Regions from separate parts of the Drosophila melanogaster genome. Here region 2 is linked to region 1. The links are chromatin contacts, called in public Hi-C maps. All regions are on one chromosome and are shown on one strand. Each heading gives the region's core, a stretch centred on a gene start, on an enhancer-like site or on the middle of the called end of the contact. The rest is flanking DNA. Distances are from core to core; before and after follow the strand shown.

The links. Hi-C and Micro-C count contacts between places; a contact is called where the count stands out from the background.
Region 2: a contact with region 1 is called in a Hi-C map of the Kc167 cell line, with 1.9 times the contacts expected there. The contact joins the promoter of Arl6IP1 here to the promoter of Dhfr in region 1. A contact is called at or near these places in 15 of 107 Hi-C or Micro-C datasets (the Clone 8 cell line, the D17-c3 cell line, the Kc167 cell line and 7 more) and 2 of 6 datasets of contacts at active chromatin or transcription factors (both in the Kc167 cell line).

The regions. Positions count from the first base shown.
Region 1 is chr3R:16,479,172-16,483,653 of dm6, reverse strand. It overlaps Dhfr (Dihydrofolate reductase), which reads right to left and starts at 2,487. Exons shown (of 2, transcript NM_001043255.2): 1 at 2,314-2,487; 2 at 1,776-2,263. The coding sequence starts at 2,393. The coding sequence ends at 1,795. It overlaps Gyc89Db (Guanylyl cyclase at 89Db), which reads right to left. Exons shown (of 2, transcript NM_142294.4): 2 at 2,584-4,482. The coding sequence ends at 2,818. Sdhaf3 (Succinate dehydrogenase assembly factor 3) reads left to right here and starts at 1,202. Exons shown (of 3, transcript NM_142295.4): 1 at 1,202-1,374; 2 at 1,441-1,550; 3 at 1,607-1,793. The coding sequence starts at 1,293. The coding sequence ends at 1,777. It overlaps Der-2 (Derlin-2), which reads left to right. Exons shown (of 3, transcript NM_142296.3): 2 at 1-391; 3 at 448-960. The coding sequence ends at 625. It also overlaps asRNA:CR46029.
Region 2 is chr3R:16,641,150-16,645,631 of dm6, reverse strand. It overlaps Arl6IP1 (ADP-ribosylation factor-like 6 interacting protein 1), which reads right to left and starts at 2,027. Exons shown (of 3, transcript NM_142313.3): 1 at 1,724-2,027; 2 at 1,249-1,614; 3 at 461-1,084. The coding sequence starts at 1,747. The coding sequence ends at 881. nonA-l (nonA-like) reads right to left here. Exons shown (of 1, transcript NM_001275717.1): 1 at 2,520-4,482. The coding sequence ends at 3,412. CG10324 reads left to right here. Exons shown (of 3, transcript NM_142314.3): 3 at 1-560. The coding sequence ends at 458.

The DNA of each region.
Region 1 (4,482 bases), core at 1,238-3,737:
TGGTGTTTACATATCGATATTGTCGAATGTTGGAGGACGGATCTTTCCGCGGACGCAGCTCCGACTTTGTCATGATGTTCATCTTTGGCGGCGTGCTAATGACCTTCTTCGGAATCTTCGTCAACCTGTTGTTCCTGGGCCAGGCCTTCACATTAATGCTGGTCTATGTGTGGTCACGACGCAATCCACTGGTGCCAATGAATTTCTTCGGGGTGCTTAACTTCCAGGCGCCGTACCTTCCGTGGGTGCTCCTCTGCTGCTCCATGATTCTGGGAAACACCGTGTGGGTGGATGTCATCGGCATGGGTGTTGGCCACATCTACTACGTGCTGGAGGACGTCTATCCTACACTGTCCAACGGCTACAGACTGATCAAAACCCCCTACTTTTTGTGAGTTTACTTTGAATTGGGATATAACTTTTGCAATAACGACTTGTTGTCCTTAGGAAACGTCTCTTCAATGAGCACATCGAACGCAACTTCCAGGCGGCTGCTGAGGATCGACCTGGCGGATTTCCTTGGGGCGGAGAGGGTCAGCCCCTGCTACCGGAAGAGATTGCGGCTGATGGACAGGATGAGGAGCCAGCGAATCGAGCGGCGCCTGTTGCTGCCGCGCCGCAATAGCAAAACTAGAAAACTTGATTGTTAAAACGTTCTTCTGTTCAAAACGACGACGATGACAACAATGTTGTGTACCCTCCGCCACCTTCTGTTTGGTGCTTGGTGTAATTAGGCGTATAGTAGTGAGAGAAAGGCGTGCAATAGTTAGCCAAAGTTGGTGCAGAGCGTGTGTGTATGTCATTTATTGGTTTGTTTTCTGAAACAGAGCTCATTTTCCATACGAGATGTTCTTTTATTTATAATTTACCCCCAAGGGATGAATCCACGACAGATTGAACCTACACTGCACATGTGATGATTATATATATACAAACCATGCCACAAATAAATCATTATATAAAAAGACCTGCAGTTTTAAAATGCTTGAAATCGCTTGGGGATTGATAAAAAAAAACCATTTGAAAAAAACATTTTCTTTTTACATTATTTGGTTTGCGGAAGTGTGGTTCAATTCGAAGTGCCTAACTTAAATATAATATGAAAATAGCATTGAACTTTTAAAGGTGACAATTCAAATGCGCGCCAAACTTTTAATACGTTGCCACCTGCCAACTCAATTTGACGTTAGCCAACACTGGCTGCGACAAAACAGTTGTTATTCGCTCGTATTTAGTTTTTAGCCGGCTGCTAAATAGTATAGTATTAGTATGTTATATGATATGAACTCAGGATGTCCAGAATTTTGATGAGCCAACTGACCCACCCTCAGAGGGTCCGACTGCTGTACAAAACGATCTTGCGACTGCACAGAGGTAAGATGAAAAATTCCCTATTACTATAAATTGCATGCATTTCAACTAAACTTCTGTACTCCGTAGGACTTCCAGCGGAACTTCGTGCTCTGGGCGATAACTATGTGCGGGACGAGTTCCGGCGACACCTCAAGTGCAATCCCATGGAGGCACAGCTCTTTATGACAGAGTGGGCCGTAAGTTTTACGTAATAAACAAAAAGGCGCCATACTAAGCAAATCTTCCATTGCAGCGATATGCGTCCACAATCACCCAACAACTAGGGATTCGGGGCAAGCCCAAGGGAGAGCTGGGCGAAGAGATTGACCCCAAGACTGTAGAAATGTTGAAAGACGACCAAGTAGTCCAACTATACGAGCTGATGCTGGCGGCCAAGGGAGTAGAAGATGCGCAAGGCAAATAAATCAGTGTATTATTTTATTATGAGTGTTTCTCCAAAATCTTGTACTCGAATTTAATGCCATTCTCCTCCTGCACACCCAGTGGCATGTCGGAATCGGGCGCGACCTCTCGAAAGCTGTCAGGGATCGCGGGGAAAAAGGTGTCGCAATCGAACTTCTGCATTATTTTGGTAATGTACAGCCGGTGACACCTTGGCGAGGCCATGGCCTCCTCGTAGACTCCACTACCGCCCACAATCCAAATGTTCTCCACTTCGTTCTGCTCCTCAAGGATCTTCATGGCCGTCTCGAGATTGGGGCACAATAGTACTCCCTTGGGCAGATCACTTTCCTGAAGTGTGGTGCTCAGCACTATGTTCAGCCGATCGGGAAGAGGCCTCTTGCTTTCCGGCACTCCGAAGTAGGTTTTCCTGCCCATTACCACGGCATTTTGCTTGGTGGGATCACTTGTTCGCTTGGTGGTGCGGCTGAAGTACTTCAGCTCAGATCTGATGGTACAAAAGCTTTAGCTGCGGTTCAATCCTTGTTACCAACTTACTTAATGCGCCATGGTAGATCGCCTCTGATGCCGATTCCGAAATTCTCGCAAACTGCCACGATTAAATTGAATCGAAGCATCCTTAATCCTTACTGAGAAAGCATAAGCTTGAAAATTATCTTCCAAGCTATAAAATTCAAACAGCTGATCAAGGCAATGCTGGAACCGATTTCGATAGCTTCGATTACTTACCTATTATCGAAACACGCTTATGAAGATCTTAGTCAGATTTCAGGTTGGTTTCGCGCCACTCCCACGAAAACAATATTTCTAGATACAATGTGTCTTGAATTTATTTTTATAGTGATCCACATATACTTTACAGGGGATTAAAAGTTCGTTAACTATTACCAAAAAGTTATTAGATACATTAGATATAAGAGGTTTTCGAGCCTGATTATTTCCAAAGGGTTACAAGATTTTCTGTCTCAAAATATGTTTTTTATATTTCAATACCATAGTGGTGATATTCCTGGATTTTCCAAGACAAACAAGTCTCCAGTTCTACTCTGGTCCCTCCAAAAGCCAGTAGGTCTCCATCTCGCCCTTGCCCTTGACCTTGACAAATCCCCGCGCTTCAACCTTATAGCCCACCTTTTGCACCTTCAGCGCAGTATAGTTGGACAGCTGGATCATCCAGGGATCGCTGCTGCTCTCCATTCGCGAGGCGGTGTTAACGGTGTCTCCAAAGAGACAGTATCGAGGAACCTTCATCCCAACCACGCCGGCGACGACGGGTCCCGAGTTAATGCCCACCCGTATAGCCACCCCGGGAAGAGCATGGGCTTTGACCTTCTTCATCACCCTTAAGGCCAAATCGCAGGCGTGTTCGGCATGCAGGGGATTCACATCAGGAGCACCCGAAACAGCCATGTAAACCATGCCCACGGTCTCCACTTTGTAAACAAACGGGGAAATGATCTCTTCGTCCAATGCCGAAAACACTTTGTTTAAGGTGGTCACCGCCTGCATGGCATCCTGGATGTTGTTGGACCCACTGTCATAGATATTCATTACCTCGATGAAAATGACGGATACCTCCTCGAAACTCTGACACACGTGCTCCTCGCTCTTTCTCATTCGCTCGGCAATGGGTCGCGGTATCATGGAATACAGTAGCTCATCTCCCTGCCGCTTCCAGGAATCTGCCAGTTCCAGCGACTTTTCCAGCTCATCCGATCGCTGCTCCTCCTTCTCAAACATTATCTCCAGCTTGGAGCAGTGCTGCCATCCCGCCATCACAAGCTCTCTACTCAGTCCATGCGGATTAAGATCGTTCAAATAGAGACCGATTCCATGCAGCTCATCGAGATTTTCGATTAGAGGACTGCACAGGAAGATCAGCGAGTCCACATCTTTGATATAGAACATTTGTCCCTTCAACAGGATAGATCGGAGGCCCACCGAATGGCGTCTCTGTCCCGTGGCGGGATCGATTTCGTCCTTGGAGGTGGCTGCCGCTGCTGCCTCTTCCTTGGCGTTCTCCGCACTAAACTCCTTGGCACTGGCCAAAGCCATGGCCTGCGCCTCGTTCAGGCTGCTGGCTTCATCAAAGTTTTCAAAGTCAAAGTTCAAGGCCGCATCATAGGCGGCACGATTGTGACCCGTACGGATGAGCTCAAACTCGAAGAGAACTGTACGCATTTGCAGAATGGTCTCCCATTGGATCTGAGTGTCCTTGGGACGACGGCACTTGAACCGCTCCAATATGTGACTGCCAATAAAGGTCTTTGGGTTCACTCCAGGATTATGCAGAATCCACGTCTCGACAATCTTCTCGCCCGCAAGTGTGATTTTCATGTCGTGATCCAGCACAATGGTGAAGGGAAACAGCTCGAGGAACACATTCAGGTCCACCGACGGCATCTTCAGCTGCGAAGGATGCGCGATGACATTGACCCGCTTGGCCATATAATCGCGATTATCGAAGTCCAGCCGATACTTGACAATCACGGTCAGAGGACCCTCCGTAAGCTTGATGGGACCGGCTGTGCCACCGCATATGTCATTTTGGCTCTCCAGGACATAGGCAGTCATGTCTAGGCCGTAGAACTCCTTGGCCACCTCGGTCATCTGGCCAATCAGGTACTTGGACATGCCAGTTCGGCCGCTGCGGTACAGGATCACAGCCCCATCGTCATCCATGTTGGTCAACTGCATGCTGGGCGA
Region 2 (4,482 bases), core at 778-3,277, 160 kb before region 1:
AGGTGGATCGAGAAAAGAAGTATGTGCGGAGTGGTAGCTCCTCTGTATCTAAACGCGAGGAACGTGAGCGTCGTCGTTCGCCGAGTCCCAGAGGCAGAAGCCCATCTAAGTCGAAGCGGGAAGACCGTGACCAAAAGCGTTCGCAAAGTCCCCGAAGCACCAGAAGAACAAAGAGTAGTTCAGACGAGGCAGACGATACGGGAGAGTCCACCGAGAGCGACTCCGACTCTGCATATGAACGCAGGAAGCACAAGAAGAAATCATCCAGCCACAAGTCAAGAAAACACTCAAAGAAGTCCAAGAACAAGTCGAGAAAGGCGGACAACGACTCCAGCTTAGAGAGCGATGACAGCCTCGGTGAAAACCATCGTCGTCACCACAGCAAGCACAAAAAGAAGACCAAGAGGAGCAAGCATGTCAGGTCCCGCACGCGATCAAGGTCAAGAGACCGTCAGTGATTGATCTATTTAGTTGAAATCTTTATTTAAATATAGTTCATTAGACGCTTAAGTTCCTTTTTTTATCTTACTTGGGATTATCATAAATTTCAATTAACTCACAAAATAATCACAAAAATGCCTTGTCTTTTGTTGCGCGTTTTTTTCTCTCTCCGTACGCCTCGTTTCGAGAATACTTCTGTCTTACATGTTACAAACTTATAGTAGGAGATGTGATGGGGCCAGAACCACGGATTTGCTAGTTTTCCGAGTTTTTTTTTTCTGTATGCGCTGCTCTTATCTTTTAAGATATTTATAGTTTCAAATTCAATGCGCCTAATGTGTGATTTAGTGATGCGATGTGTGCATAATGGCAAGTAGATGACTTAGGCATGTTTTATATTTTTGGTCAAATGGTGATGAGTTTATCTGGTTGCTTTCCTTTACTGCAGCTTCCTTTTGCCGCACTGGATCTTCTCGTTAATAATCTTCGAGGCCCTTTGGGTGATGGCCTTAAAAATGTCCTTGTTCTGTAGTCCTGGCCACATGAGGATGAGTAGGGTGGCCAAGTACATAAGCAGTAGATTGTTAATGATGGCTCCAATCCAGGCCATAGCCAAAAGACCCAAACTCATGACGATTACAAACTGGAATCAAAACGAATAAATGTGAGATGAAATAATAATAGAACCCGAAGTTTTTATTTACACTTGAGCTTGCAGAAGAAGATCTACTGCACATACTAGGCCCTGAAACTGCTTCTCTGTTTTCATATACATATACACACACGGTCTCTACCGCATCTACTCACCACTGTGGACTTCCGCTCGTTGAAGAGGTACTCGTACCAGACCACCAGGCTGCCCTTGACGGCGCACACCTGGCCGCACACGTCCTCGAACTTGGCCTCCTGGTCGCCATCCCAGTTGACTCCGCCAAAGATCAGGCGCGACACCATGGGGAATGCGTAGTTCAGCAAAATGCTAATGACACCGAGCAGCGACAGCAGGGTAATCAGCGACAAGTCCAGGTACCACAGCACCAGGTACAGGCAGCTGATGACGCCAAACACCACTCCGGCGTAGTACTGCTTCTCCCAGGTTAGCACGCCGTACGCTCCCACGATGGCTGTCCGGAAAGGCTCCAAGTCGTGCTTTAATTTGTTAAGTGCTCGTTTCTGGAAAATGCCGGAAAATGAGGAATCATTATGATATTAACTAATGGGGCTTCAATGGCGACGCCGTTTTCCGGCCGGAAAGCTTTCGGCAGTTCCACCCTTCGCTCACCTGGTCAACCTGCGATGCTGCCATGCTGGCTTTTCTTTGTTTCCTAGCGGTGCGCGTTCAATTCCGAGAAATCTATTTGATGCCCAAAGGTGTTGCTTTCGGTTTGAGCGAAAAATCAATTTTCTTGGGTGTTTTTTAAGTCGCCAAAGTCGCAGTGTGACCGTTGATCGACGTTTTGAAATGACTGATTCAGGGGTTGTTTCACTCAAACAGCGATTGCACTTTCAATCGGAACTTATCGAATTTTTCCCTTTACAACTCTGTTTTAAAAGTTTGTATTAAAAATCTTGTATTGATTTGGCTAAAATCTGATGCTAAATTCTAATGCCACCTGACATTTGGGCTTACATTTTTGTTTAAAATCTTGACAGCATCCTATCATAAAATATTGATTTACTATATCATGATTTTTATAAGCAGAACTAAAAGCCCATAAATGGCTTAATAAAATAAATACATAAATCAAAAATTAAATTGCCGTACTATTCAATTCGAAACTACAAAAATGGAAAGCAAAGCATCATTTTGGCTTTTGCTAGTTAATCAAGCAAATCAACAGCGGCTTACTTAGATAATGAACTCAAAGCCACCACATCTTGTATTATATGCAGATAAAATGTTGTAAATATAGATCTTAAATTCTTATATCAATGGCACGGAATAGCTTTAGTTTATTGCTAAAAATTTACTTCAAAAGAAATTTGTACTTAACTATCATGAACTTTAACGAAGCTACAAAAAAATATATATATATACATATATACGTTTGGACAAAATGAAGAGTTTCCATCTGTTTCCATCTCGAGGAAATTCAAATTGATGGTTATACCACGGGTAATTGAACTGAAATCTTTGATTGCTTCGGTACAATACAATTGTGTAATTGTTGGGTGAATGGGAGGAGGGTTCATACAATAGTTCATTCTGTTGATCAAATAAATTCTTTTGTTTAAACAAGTGATTGCATTTTGACCTAATATATGGACAGCGTCGTGGGACTGAAGATACCGGCGGAAATGTGTCCTTTCGGACAGCCTTGCAACTTATTGCCGGATTTCCCAATAGAGCTGATGGCATTTTCCGACTTTTCCGCTTTAACACATTTATTACCAACATAAATTCCCAGTGAAACCTTAGGTTAGAGCCGTTTTTATTAAAAGTAGACAGAGATGGGATGAGAAATACATTGAAATAAAAGCAAGTCCGATTTCGATTATTTACTCATAAATCAAAGTATAATCTACGATTATAAAAATTAGGCTCTTTATCTATATTCGACTCCAAATAATCAGTAATTTCAGTCGCATTCAATATTTAATTTGAATGATAGACAAAAATTAATCGTGTTAGGAGGTAGTCTCTACATATATCTAATGGATGATGGATGGTTATGTTCAGGTGTTTTTCTTCGAAATACTGCACATCTTGTAAGTTGCCATTCGTGTTTGGATTTTGTCATTTTTGTGTTAATATTTCGTGGTGGATTTGTTGTTGAGACCGTTTTTAACAGTTTTTGGTTAATTATATAAATTCAATTTATATTATAATGAGATGAATGCATCTTCGCTTGCATGATCCCATTTGTTATTTATGTTATTGTTCACGCATAGCCGAGCGAAATGTCCGATATTATGCGTAACTAATGAGATCACTATTGTTTTCGTCGCTATCTATATAGGTTTCAGTGTCTAGAAGCGTCGGTGTCCCCATGAATCAATGTGTCCGTGTTGGTTTCCGTCGCTATTATCTGGACCTCCAGGTCCAGCCATTGTTGAATTGTTGCTGTTGTTCCCAAATACTTCAAAAGGGGAATCAAAGTGTTCGAATCCAGAGTTGCTGCCTCCGAATCCCTCCTGCTGATCGAGGATCATGTTGAGTTTCTTGGCCTGCATTAGCAAATCGTTCTCCTGCTGACGGGCTCGCATATCCTCCTCATGGCGAAGTAATTGGTTTTGATAACGATGCATGTATTCCTCTTCCCGCTTTCGAATCTCCTCGGCTTGTTTCTCACGCATCTCCCACTCCAGTTTCATGCGCTCGTTGTCCAGCTCGCGCTTCTTCAGCTCCTGGCGCAGCAGTTCGGTCTCCTGTTCGTAGCGAGCGTACTCCATCTGGGCCTCCAGCTTGTCCTCCTCCATTTTCAACTCACGCTTGAGTGAGTCCTGTTTGCTCTTGAAGAGATCGTGCAATTGCTTCCAGCGTGATCCATACTCGTGCTCAAACGAATTTAAACAAGCGAAACGCGGTCCGACACTACGCTCATGTCTGAATTCCAGCGACTTTTTGTTTAACGTCTTATCCGGCAAGCCGTCATTGTCGTTGTTCACCTCCATCGGTTCCACCAGACACGGACGCAATGAAGCAGTCAAGAAGAAGCATTTTTCGTTGCACAGGCGCAGACAGGCGCTGGCCGAGGACTTCTTGGCGAACTCAACAATGCCTTCGCCGGTATGCTTACCGCGATCGTCTACGCAGATAACGGCGCGCTCGATGGGTCCAAAGATCTCAAAGGACTGGTGCAGCAGCTCGTTGGACACGAACTGGTTGAGATTAGTCACACGCACAATGGCGTTGGGCGCAAAGCGGACACGCAGCACTCGTCCCTTGCGCAAGGAGCCATCTAAAGCGCGTTTGGCCTTCTCAGCATTTTGGTAGTAGTCTAGCCTCAGGAATGTAAAGTTCTTCTCCGGGTTCGAGAATATATCGCCGATCTCGCCATATGGCTTGAACATCTCCCGTAGGTCGTCATCAGTTGTGTC